Linked DNA regions of Capra hircus: region 1 is linked to region 2. A link is a contact called in public Hi-C data. All regions are on one chromosome and are shown on one strand. The core of a region is the stretch at or near the end of the contact, and the rest is flanking DNA. Distances in the headings are between cores, read along the strand shown.

Region 1 (5,989 bases), core at 2,122-4,621, 110 kb after region 2:
GGTTGGCATCATGGAGCATATGAAGCCCTTTCAAGCCACAGACAACATGTAACACGGACCTTCAAAACAGATGAGTGAGAAAAATAAGAAACAGATGGGACAGTACTATGTACAGACGATACAAATACATTCACAGAAAACAACAACAGCGTTTGCAAAAACAGGAGGGTTGCCTGTAGAGGGTGGAGGGGAGGAGGATGGGAGTGAGGAATGGGGGTAAGAGAAAAGAACAAAATGGAACAAGGTGGGATGGACGAGGCATTCGGGTGTCCATCTGCAAGAGGCCTTGGTTTTAGGCCAGGTAGCTTTCTTATTCAAGGTCCCAGGTGGGTAGAAGGTGTGCAGGGTTGGCCTCACTCATGAGTGTTGACCTCGGTGGGCTTGCTGCTGCTGCCTCCCAGGTCAGATCCCTGAGGAACCTCTTTGATCCTGGATGTGATGCTCTGAGGACCACCAGGACCTGCCTTAATGCTCACGTTCTCCATCACAGTGCTATCCTACTTGGCTATTATTCTCATTGTGAAACCCTTAAAAAAAAAAGTATTTAGCAGCATCAGGTCTTGGTTGCAGCACACAGGATCCTCCTCGTGGCCTTTGGGATCATTCTTTGCAGCGTGCGGGCGTCTCTCTAGTTGCAGTGTGTGGGCTTAGTTGCCTTGCAGAATGTGCGAGCTTAGTTCCCCAAGTGAAAGTGAAAGTGTTGGTCGCTAGTTGTGTCCGACTCTTAGCAACCCAATGGACTGGAGCCCGCCAGGCTCCTCTGTCCATGGAATCCTCCAGGCAAGAATACTGGAGACTGGAGTGGGTTGCCATTCCCTTCTGCAGGGTATCTTCCTGACCCAGGGATTGAACCCAAGTCTCCTGTATCTCAGGCTACCATTTCAGCTACAACCAGGGATCAGACCTGCGTACCCTGCATTGGAAGGCAGATTCTCAACTGCTGGACTGCCAGGGGAGTCCCCCGCCTGTTGTGATGCCCTTTTAATAAATACTCTACATACCCCAGCGTGGAGTTAGTTTTCACTGGGCATCGGAAAGCTGGCAACAGCAGTGGGCCTTGGATGACCACCAAGGAAAGAAAGGCATGCAGCCCCCCTTGGTTGCTGTCAGGAGAGGCCAATGAATTCACTAGAAAAACCCTTCCAAAATGTATGAATAGACACATCTGGGCAAAGCTTAGCTGGATTTATAAGACAGATTACTTCCTCATGAGTCCTTCCTGATGATCTTATCCTTAAGATGGAATTGATGCTCTCAGCCCATGGGGACTGTTGTCCTCCATTTCAGCTCCTGGCACTGTGTTTCTGGAACCTTCTTGCCCTCAGAGTAAGCCTGGAGGCTACAAGGAACAGGATACGTCAAGGCTTTGAAAATCCTTTGATGCTCTTTGATCACCCCGAGGAGCTCAGGAACTTCAGCTGTGTTTGCTGCCCTGGGGTGGGGCTCCCTCCCCTCTTGTTATTGGCTCGCTGGACATTAAGAACCAGTCTAATGAGCACTGATGCCTGATTTTCCAAGAATTGCCTTGTAGGGGGAGAAATCTGGGCCAGGTTAGCGTGGCAGCATGCAAATTCAAAAAGGCCACCAGGGAACTTATTGAATTTAAGTCTGACTCTAAACTTTTCATTGCCTGGAGAAAAGGATATTATCACTTATGCTGAGTGTTCCTGACTTGGGCTGCAGACTCAGAAGGAGGAAGCATTACTTGTGCCAGTTACTGAGATTCTGGAGCCGTTTACCTGTCCAGGAGCTGGCGGTGAGGTCATGGAATCCCAGCTTCCAGAGAAACAGGGCGGGTTTCCTGTTGCCAGCTTTGTAAACCAAAGTCAGCCCTCCTGAATGATGACGGTGTCTGGCCCAGTTCTGAGAAAGTGCCGATGGTGTAAATTTTTGACATTTGATCTTAGCCAATCGATTAGTCCGTCCAGCTGGAATTAGGATGAAAGGCTCCTGCTTTCACCCAGGCTCCCTCCTGGATGCTCTCCTGGTTTGTGCCCAGCTGGCATTCTGACACCCGTTGGGTGTGAGAACAACTTTTGCAGGCACAAGCCACGTCTCCTAAGTGATGGAGGCAAGTGCATTGAAATCTGAGTCTGAAGACCTGGATTAAAAACAAAAACAGTCAGCCATAAAAAAGAATGAAAGAATGCCATTCACAGCAACATGGACGGACTTAGAGACTGTCCTACTAAGTGAAGTAAGTCAGAGAGAGAAAGACAAACACCATACGATATCACTTATACATAAAATCTGAAATATGACACAAATGAAGTTATCTATGAAACAAACAGACTCATAGACACAGAGAACAGGCTTGTGTTCGCCTGGGGGGAGGAGAGGGGAGGAGGGATGGGTTGGGAGTTGGGGATTAGCAGATGCAAACTATTATACAGAGAATGGAGAATGGATAAACAACAAGGTCCTAGTGTGTAGCACAGGGAACTATATCCAGTATCCTGGGATAAATCATAATGGAAAAGAATACAAAGAATGTATGTGTTTGTATAACTGAGTCACTTTGCTGTACAGCAGAAATTAGCACAACATTGTAAATCAACTAGCTTCAATAAAAATGTAAATTCAAAAGTTAAAAAAAACCCTTTATTTATATATAACAAAGGCTCTCATTTTATTTGGATAGTTCAGTGGGTTTTGACAAATACACAAATCCCAAACGGCCATCAAAGTCCAGTATAAATGCTTCTATCCAAAGACTTCCCTCAAGATCTTTTGTAGTCAACCCCGCTCCACCTCTTGCCGGCAAGCATCGTAGTGTGATTTCTGCCACTGTGAATTAGTTTTGCCTTTTGTAGAATGTCATCTAAATGGAATAATTCCAAATACACTCTTTTGTGTTTGGAGAAGACCCCCGGTCTCACAATCAGACAACTCCATGACCCTTGATAACATACGATTTCCATCTTCATCCCAGTTTCCTTCTCTGTACAATAAGAATAATAACTTAGAACATCAGTCAATCACGTGTGCTGGTGCTGGGGCTCTAGAAAGGTTCCAGGTCAGGAGCTTCTCAGAGATCAGGGCTCTCTGCTCTTCTCAGCAAGACTGTGTCCCAGAAGGCTCCCTTGCGCTCCGTCCCTGCGCACCTGTCCTAGCCTCCCTGGTGCTGTGATCGGCAGGTCCCCACACCCTCATCAAGGAGGACTCCTTTTATTTAAATAAGAGAGGTTCAAAGACACCCCAGGAAAGAAAGGGATGTAGCGATGAGGATCCCCCAGATGGGCAGAGGTGGCCGGAGACTGGGCAGGGGGCAGAGATGAGTGTGGGAGGCATCAACGGAGGCCTGGAGTAAGGCCTTACTGACTCTGGGGCTCAGGACCCTGGGGCTTCTCGAGGGAGCAATGTGAGCGGGAGACGTGTGGGGCTGCCGGACACTCAGGTGAGTGGTGGCATCGGGGACACACCCACCCTGAAGGGCACACACACTCCTCTCACACCTACACCCTCATACGTATCGACGTCTCCTTCGGATGAGGCCGTGGGAGATAACGGTATCGAGCACGTCCAAGTCCTTGCTCCCTGGAGCTCATGCGCTGGAAGATAATCGCACATTCAGGCTGCGCCCCCTCCTTAGCCAGAGATGCAGAGGGTCCTCAATGTGGCCCTGAGTTCCATCCAACAGAGTCGGTCCTGTTAATCCACTCAGCATCTGTTGCCACAGGATGAGGCTGTGCTGCCCTCTGCTGGCCATATGCAGGCAGTGCCAGCTCAGGCTGGGAGGTTCCAGCTTTGCTGAGGTGGAAAAGGAGCCCCGCTTTTGGTACCTTGCTTCCCCTGGGCAGAGCAAACATGGAGGGGCAGGGCAGTGTGAAGAACCCTGCCCCAGTGTCTCGATCTCCTTGTCGTTTCCTGCATGGCCTTTTCTTCCCTATAAGTGCCTGGCTTTGAAAAGTGAGAGTTGAACCAACTCACGATGTTTTTCTGAGCCACGGCTTCCCACGGCACCACCCTAATGCCCCCAAGCTGTGTAGCTGCTCCAGGGGATTCCTTCTCAGCCTTCTTCCCTCCAGCAGAAATGGAGGGACCCATTTCCTAAATATGAGGATGGAATCTAGCTGACACCTAAGAAGGCCAGAATGCCAGAGACGACGGCCAGTAGGCACAGGGGGAACAGCCTCAGCCCTCGCTGCCCAGAGCCAGGATGACCGTGAAGATACCCTTTTGGAAGCGGATCCTCCATCCTCAAGCCCCTTTAGAATCACCCTCACCTGAGGCCCAGATAGCAGAGGCAACACATCGCTTCTGTGCCCTGTCCAATTCCTGACCCACAGAACCTGCGGACACAATAAAGCGGTAGTTTCATGCCACCGAGTTTTGGGGTGATGGTTATGCAGCTCCCAGAGCACCATGATAATCATCCAATTAGACCCAGGCCATGATGGCCTAAATGGGCTCCTGGAGCTGGGACCCACCTTGGTAAGTCTGTTTCTTTGGGAGACCGGGTCCCCTCCTGGCCAAGCAGCCTGGAGCTCCGGGCGCCTCCATCCCCTGAGATTCCTAAGGGGCTGGTGACCCTGAGCTGGTCAGCTTCTTGTCCCCCCAAATTGGGTCTGTTCGATCCGTGTTTCATTATAGCAGGAAAGCAAGGTTTTGTGTGACCACCATTTCGTCTGAAGTGTCAAATGGAGGAGTGACACACCGAGATTTGGAATTACAGAAAGAGTCACGCACGTGGGGTGGGAGTGGACCCGAGGGAAGGCAGAGACACCTTTGAGGACGAGGTTGTAGGGACATTGCCCCTTTCTTCCTTGCAAGGAGGAACTGAGGGCCAGGGGTCATGGCCAAGGTGGATGCATGTTGTGCTGGATCCCTGTGCCCCCCGGGCTTGCCTGTGTCCTCGGCGGGCCGCGGACCCGCGGGATCTGCGCAGGGCGAGGCCAGTTCCAGCCCCGAGTCCTGGCCCGTGTTGCACAGCTGAGTGTGCCTAGCACGCCGCAGAGGCGGCGGGACGCTCGGGCTGGTGCTGCGCGCGGCGGCCGGTAGGGGGCGCAGGCGCCACGCGTTTGCGCGGCCCGGTCTCTGCAGTCCCGGCTCAGGGTCCCGAGATCGCGAGGGCCCACGGTTCCTGCCGGGGCCCCCTCGCCCCCTCTCGCCACCTGCCCAGTGGATACGCTCCCTGCTGCGTGCCCGTGAGCCGCCAGGTCCTTGAATCTTGAGCACCTCCCAGAGGAAGACATGACTGTCCCCAGTTGACAGTTCGTGATGCTACAAACAGCTCAAATCGAATAATAACCCCTTAACCTTTATGGAGTTCTTATCATTGACCTGGTCTGCCAGGATCCTTCAGAGGGGGGTGGGGCAGACAGAGGAGGATGAAAAGCCAGCTTAGGGGAGGTGACCACCCTCAGAGCCCCCTGCCCCACCGCCGAGCTCCTTGCAAATCTGAGGACCTGTAGGGGGAGCAGGTGGGCCAGGTGGGCGGTAGTAAAATCGTAGGGGCCAATGGGATGTGTGGCCCCACCCCCCGACCGGGCACCCCGTATCTGCATTTTTGCCCCTGTGGCCATACTTCCTCTGCAGCCTAAAGTGGCTGGAGTGCCTGGTTAGTGGCCAGGAGCATTGTGGCACTCACCAGGGTCATGATGCTCAGAGCTACAGCCTGACCACAGAGTGGTGCCCCTCTGTGCCAGGGGCATGAGGTCAAGGCCATGGCCACAGCCAAAGGCTCGAGGGGCCTGACTCCAACCCAGTCCGGACTGTAGACAAGCCCGTGAGCAGTACTGGCCAGGGAGGCAGCCTTGGCAGGAGGCAGTGTGGCAGGTGGTTAAAAACTTGGACTTGGAGCTGCAGTGCTGAGGTTCGTGACCTGCTATCACCACTTCCCAGCTGTGGGTCTTGGGCAGGAGGCTGAGCCCCTTGCTTTCAAAAGAAGGTGACAATAGACTATCTCTGTATAATTCATGCCTTTTTGTGTGTATATTTAATGATGCTTTGGCATCTTGGTATCTTGCAGCCCAGGAAGACTCTGCCT
Region 2 (6,175 bases), core at 866-3,365:
ACCTTCATCCTATCAAATGTTGCTTTTGAAATTAACATGGAGCCCTGTGACAGCTCCTATAACATTCTCTCCCCACACTTTGTCTGATGACATATGTAACAAGGCTGCCCCCTCTTCTGTTCTCTTGACCTGTCCTCTTCTCCCCACTCCATCCCTGTCCTCCTCATATAGTTTACAGTGGGGAAGTCAAATACTGCTTCACATTTTTACAACAACTCAGCAGGTAAGACCGTGGTTATCCTCACTTCTGACCTCAGGCAATGGAGAGATTGATAAGCTCTAGGGTTACACGGCCCCAGACAGTGGTCCTTGCTTTCATCACATACAGAAATTTGTGGGTATCTTGGAAGAGGATGAAAAAGGGTGCTCTCTTGGACCCTTCTGGATGCTGGCTGCCAGGACAGGGACACAGAAGTTCCCACCACTTGGGCTTGAAAAACTTCACAAACAGGGTCTGTGAAGAGAGAGGATGAACAGAGATCTCTGTGTAGCAGTGGACATACATTGATTTGAAAAGTATATTGTTTTTTAAATGCTAGTGGTAACCTCTCACATTTATGAAGACTTTACAGTTGTACATATGTCTTCTCACACAAAGGGAATGAGGCATGAAAATGAGCTATTCGATTTAGCACTGTGGAGCTCATGATGATCTTTTAATTAATTAATTTGGCTGCATTGAGTCTTAGTTGTGTCTAGCAGGATCTTTCCTTAGTGGTACACAGATTCTCTAGTTGTAGCAGCATGTGGCAACTTAGTTCCCCAACCAGGGATTGAAGGTGGATTCATAACCACTGGACCACCAGGGAAGTCCCTCATGACGAGCATGACAAGAGGTTTTGGTTGAGCAGAACGAGTCTGATTGGACAGGATTCAAGACAGAATGGGAGGAAGACTGGAGATGGCAAGTACAGACAACTCCTTTGAGGCTTTATGCTATAAAAGTGAGAGAGATGGGGAGGAAGCTCTAGAGGGATGTAGGGTCAAGAGAGGGTTGTTTGAAGGATGAAGAATATTTCATCATATTTGTATGCTAATAGGAATGAAACAGTAAAGCGGGGAGACTGATCATCCAGGAACGAGAGAATTGCTAGAGACAAAAGCTTAGTAGTAGAGGGATTGGTGATTACTGCCCAAATGGAAGGCATCAGAGACAAGCTCAGGGGCAGTTCATCCATAGTAATACAAGGCCCAGTATGTGGGCAGAGATGCAGACAGGTAGGAAGATGTGGGCGGAGCATGTGGAACTATCTTCTCTGACTGCTACTATTTTCCTCAGTGAAATAGGAGGCAAACTCTTAAGAGTAAGAAAGGAAGAGGTAGAAGTAGGGAAATGTAGGCTAGCAGGCAACCTTAAGGGCCCACTTGAGACCATGAATTTCAGGCACAATTGGTAGACATAATTGTGTTTTCTTTTCTCCAGAATTGTATGTCTGCCTGGGTGCAGGTGGAAAGTAGGTGGAGAGTGGGGTTTAGCCAGGGTTAGGGGTTCACCAGGCAGAAAACGGTGAGGTGAGAGAAGAGAAAGCTAGCTACCCTGAAGGGAAATCAGACGAGTAGCTATTATGTTGGACCCGTATTTTTGAACGAACGAACGATTTAAATGCTGGGGATAAAGGCAACATGGCTGAACCTCGCTCAAACTCTGTGAGCCCTGGGGAGGCGCAGTCAGTGGGTCAGCGTGCCCCAGCAGGCTCCAGCCTCTCTGTGTGCACTTTCCTGACTTCCTTGGGCCTTGCGAGGGCCGCGCTGTGGGGCGGGCGGCAGAGGGCGCGCGAGGCTGGCGCGGGGGCCGGGCTCTCGGGTTTCAATCCAGGCTCTCTGCCTGTCCCACCGCCCCGGGTACCACGGCCACTTAGGCCTAGCACCGGCTATCTTGATGAACTCAGCTCCCCCCAGGGCTAGAGCAGGAACGCCACCTCGGAGCAGGCACGTAGTAGCCAAGATTTAAATTCCACCAAGCAACCCTGGAGCGAGAACATGGTCTCAATCGCCGTCTAACGAAGGCCTGGGAGGGGCGGGGCTTCGGGGAGAGGCCGGGCCGCGGGGCACCAATAGCAAGTTAGTGGTGGAGCCGTAGAGGCAAGCACTGCGCCCTGACGGTGCCGTTAGAAGAAGGCAGCCAATGGGAGAGCCCGGGCGGGGCGGGGCGGCCAATGGCGCGGGCTGGTTAGATTCAAAGGTGACTATAAAGCGTCCCGCACGCCCGTACTGGCCCGAGCCGGGTAGCGTCCGAGCGCCGCCATGGCCTTGAGATACGATGGCTTGGACGAACTGCCTGCCGCCTGCTTGTCGCCGTGTGGGCCGCCCAACCTGGCCGAACTGTACAGCGAGGAGCGGCGCTTGGCGCTCGAGGAGCTGCTGGCGGGCGGCCCAGACGCCTTCTCCGCGTTCCTGCGACGCGAACGCCTCGGCCGCTTCTTGAACCCAGACGAGGTGCGCGCCATTCTGCGCGCGGCCGAGCGGCCCGGCGAGGAGGGCGCTGCGGCGGCGGCCGAGGACTCCTTCGGCTCGTCGCACGACTGCTCGTCCGGCACCTACTTCCCCGAGCAGTCGGACCTGGAGCCGCCGCTGCTGGAGCTCGGCTGGCCCTCCTTCTATCAGGGCGCCTACCGCGGGGCCACGCGCGTCGAGGCGCACTTCCAGCCCCGCTGCGCGGGCGCCGGCGGCCCCTATGGCTGCAAGGACGCGCTGCGCCAGCAGCTCCGCTCGGCGCGAGAGGTGAGCGGCGCGGCCCGGCCCCTCGGGTCTCTTCGGTTCCCGGTCGCACGGGACACCGTCTTCAAAAAATGGGAAACTGAGGTCTGCTAGGAGCTCGGGCCGGTTGGTCGAGGGGTTCCCCAACTCTCCCCACTCTGTGTGTATCCCCTCGGATCCCCGATCCCCTCCCCGTCCGCTCCTCGTGGCCTGGGAGAGTGGGAGGAGTCTCCATCCCCAAGAATGCGAATTGTGCTCAAGTTCAAACTCCTAACATTTACATTCCCTGGGAGGGTGACCGGAAATCCTGTCCGTTCCAGCTTTCAGTTAAAAACCAGTTGTCGGATTGGCTGTCAGCCAACTCTAGATCCCACTTTCAGGAGTTCCTTAAGAGGTGTACGACCTAAGAAGCGCATAACCTAGGGGGAAATTCCTGAAAGATTGTCCCCAGAGACAGCTGCGGGGAGTTTCGAGTCTTTCATTGCTAGTTACCCCCACGTGTCTTGTAGAAAGCAGATGCAAACCAGAGGGGCCAAGAGCCCTGGCCCTTTCCCCTCCTGCCAGCCTGGAGGGGAAGTTGCACCTTCAGTGAATGGGTGGGGCAGGGAGTTTGCATTTCCATAGGCTGGAAAAAAAAAAAAAGCCGAAAGCCATGTTAAGTCTTCTCTCCACGGTGGGTTTTGGTGCCGTTGTCTGGCTCTTAAGTGTGATAAGGTATTGGGGTGCGGTGGGAGATTTTGTCTCCCTGCCAGCCTGGATGAGACTGCACCCAGGGTACTGGGTACAGAGGGATCAGGGAGAAAGCATGCGGCACCCAAGGTGGCAGGGGCTGGCAGGGTGTAGCAGACACCTCCCTCCAGAGCCATGATTAACTGCCAACTTGCTTGCTGACTGGCAGTGCCCAGCTTCCTGGCTGTTTGCCTGTGACAGAGAAAATGCAGTTAAAGCTCCAGGTCGTGGTAAGACTTGGTAGGGCTTATAGCTGAATGTGTCTGACTGTGGTTATGGTATCTGTACATCCGATTGGTTGAAGTAGACAAGCTGGGGACAAGTCCTGACTTACCAGTGTTCCTGATGCCCAGTGCCCTTTGCCTGTTGGTGGGGTTGCAGTGGGTAGGGGATCCAGTAGGCTACTGCCTTGCCGTTGTGGGAGGATATATGGGCACCACCTAGGCTGTTATCAGCCCTGCGGTGCATTGAGTATGCTGAGGGTCGTTTTGATGCTACGGACATTTGTGAGTTCAGTGGGAAGATTGGAAAGATGGGAAAACGCACCTTTTTAGAACAGGTGTGCATTCCCACGGAGAAGGCAATGGCATCCCACTCCAGTACTCTTGCCTGGAAAATCCCATGGACGGAGGAGCCTGGTAGGCTGAAGTCCATGGGGTCGCTAAGAGTGGGACACGACTGAGCGACTTCACTTTCACTTTTCTCTTTCATGCATTGGAGAAGGAAATGGCAGCCCACTCCAGTGTTCTTGCCTGGAGAATCCCAGGGACGGGGGAGCCTGGTGGGCTGCTGTCCATGGGGTCGCACAGAGTTGGACACGACTGAAGCGGCTTAGCAGCAGCAGTAGCAGCAGTGCATTCCCAATGATCACCTCTAGGGGGAGAACTTGGGCACTTGGAACTTGGGAAAAGTAATGAGTGGGTCTCTATGAGAGAGGAATTGCCCTAACCTCTTGCTTACATGGCACCCCACTCCAGTACTCTTGCCTGGAAAGTCTCATGGGCAGAGGAGCCTGGTGGGCTGCAGTCCATGGGGTCGCTGAGAGTCGGACACGACTGAGCGACTTCACTTTCACTTTTCACTTTCGTGCATTGGAGAAGGAATTGGCAACCCACTCCAGCGTTCTTGCCTGGAGAATCCCAGGGACAGGGGAGCCTGGTGGGCTGCTGTCTATGGGGTCACACAGAGTCGGACACGACTGAAGTGACTTAGCAGCAGCAGCAGCTCACTTACTTACATTTGGGCTTCCTTGGTAGCTCAGATGGTGAGGCGTCTGCCTGCAATGCTGGAGACCTGGGTTCAGTCCCTGGGTTGGGAAGATGTCCTGGAGAAGGAAATGGCAACCCACTCCAGTACTCTTGCCTGGACAATCCCATGGACGGAAGAGCCTCGTAGGCTACAGTCCATGGGGTCACAAAGAGTTGGACACGACTGAGCGGCTTCACTTTCACTTTTTTCAGTCGCTTACATCCCGTTTTCAGTAGTACTGAAGGGGCGCTAGAGCTAAGACCAGTCCATCCACTCAGTGCTGGCCTTAGAAGGGGCTCAGGACTGATGCTCAGACCCCTTTGTCTTGTAGGCATTCTGTAATGCCTTCCTGGGTAGAACCTCCTGCCTTGTTCTCTGCCCTGTATCTTCAAGATTCTGTATTTGGAACGTGAACCGTTGTAAGTGAGAAAGTTGGTATGTACCTTTAAATCTGATAAGTGTTTTCAATGTCTTTTCCATATGCCAGATTACTTGCTTATTCAGTGCCTACTGTATATCAGACACTATGCCCCAGGGGCTAGGGCCACAGGTGAAGGACATAACCCTTGCCTGCACTTGAGAGTTGATAGTGGGCTGGTAGGAAGCAGTGAGGAGGTTGCTACAGGCTGAGGAAAGAAAGCTTTAAGAGGGGTGGCGGCCTTGGAGCTGGGTCCAAGTGGAGCAGTGGGGCTTGTCAGAACAGAGCATAGGGACCGGCCCAGAATGGTGAAAAACTCCTGGCATTTTTTTGAGACCGCCACATTCCTCATAGCTGGAGCACAGAGTATGTGTAGGTTAATGGTAGGAGAGAAGGCTAAATGGGGAGATGGGACCAGACTGTCGAGGGCTTTGCACACTACTGGAAGGACCAGTGGGAGCCATCGAAGGTTTAAAGGGAGGAGAGGGACATGATCAGATTGGTGTCTGTGAGATTCTGGTGGGAGCCTGCAGGAGGATGGGTTAGAGAGGGGTGAGACTGGTGTCAGATGGTTGTAAGGAGGGGTTGTAGGGACCTATATATGAGAAGAGGGTCTGTGCTAAGGCACTGCTGGGGGTTGGGCAGGGGAAGAGTTTCTGGTAGAACTGACAGGACTTGGTCATTTGATGGACCAGAAGAGTGGTGAGGGAGGGGGGCAGGAGAGGGGGCAAAGCCAAGGAGAAGGTATGGGAAGAGCTGAGATTTTTTTAGCTTGGGTGGGCAGTGATGCTACCAAATTAGAATATGGAGGGGAATGAGGCTGAGGGTAGGGATGGGGAAATGAGTTGGATCTGAGACACCCTAAACTTGAGGTCTCAGAGACTATCTCTTTTGTTCAAAACAAAACAAAACAGAAAAGCATTGCTTTCTCCGCCAAGCACTGTTCAAGTAACTCCAAGGTAGGTGTGATTATGATTTGCGTTTTGCAGGTGATGAAATTGAGGCATAGAGAAGTTCCCTTGCCCTGAGGTCATGTAGCCAGGGAATGACAGAGCCAGGACTCAGACCAAGGCGTAGCATCTC

The links. A called contact is a pair of places that touch in the nucleus more often than the background predicts.
Region 1: a contact with region 2 is called in a Hi-C map of blood, with 5 times the contacts expected there. The contact joins the enhancer-like site here to the promoter of FAM83D in region 2. A contact is called at or near these places in 3 of 5 Hi-C or Micro-C datasets (blood and liver).

What each region holds. Positions count from the first base shown.
Region 1 is chr13:67,410,085-67,416,073 of ARS1.2, forward strand. No RefSeq gene overlaps it. Among named protein-coding and RNA genes, the nearest start is that of DHX35, 76 kb to the left of the region's middle. Within about 2 kb of position 3,372, at least 1 of the 5 cell types and tissues checked has an H3K27ac peak or open chromatin away from gene starts, as enhancers often do.
Region 2 is chr13:67,303,636-67,309,810 of ARS1.2, forward strand. FAM83D (protein FAM83D) reads left to right here and starts at 2,116. Exons shown (of 4, transcript XM_018057863.1): 1 at 2,116-2,721. The coding sequence starts at 2,245.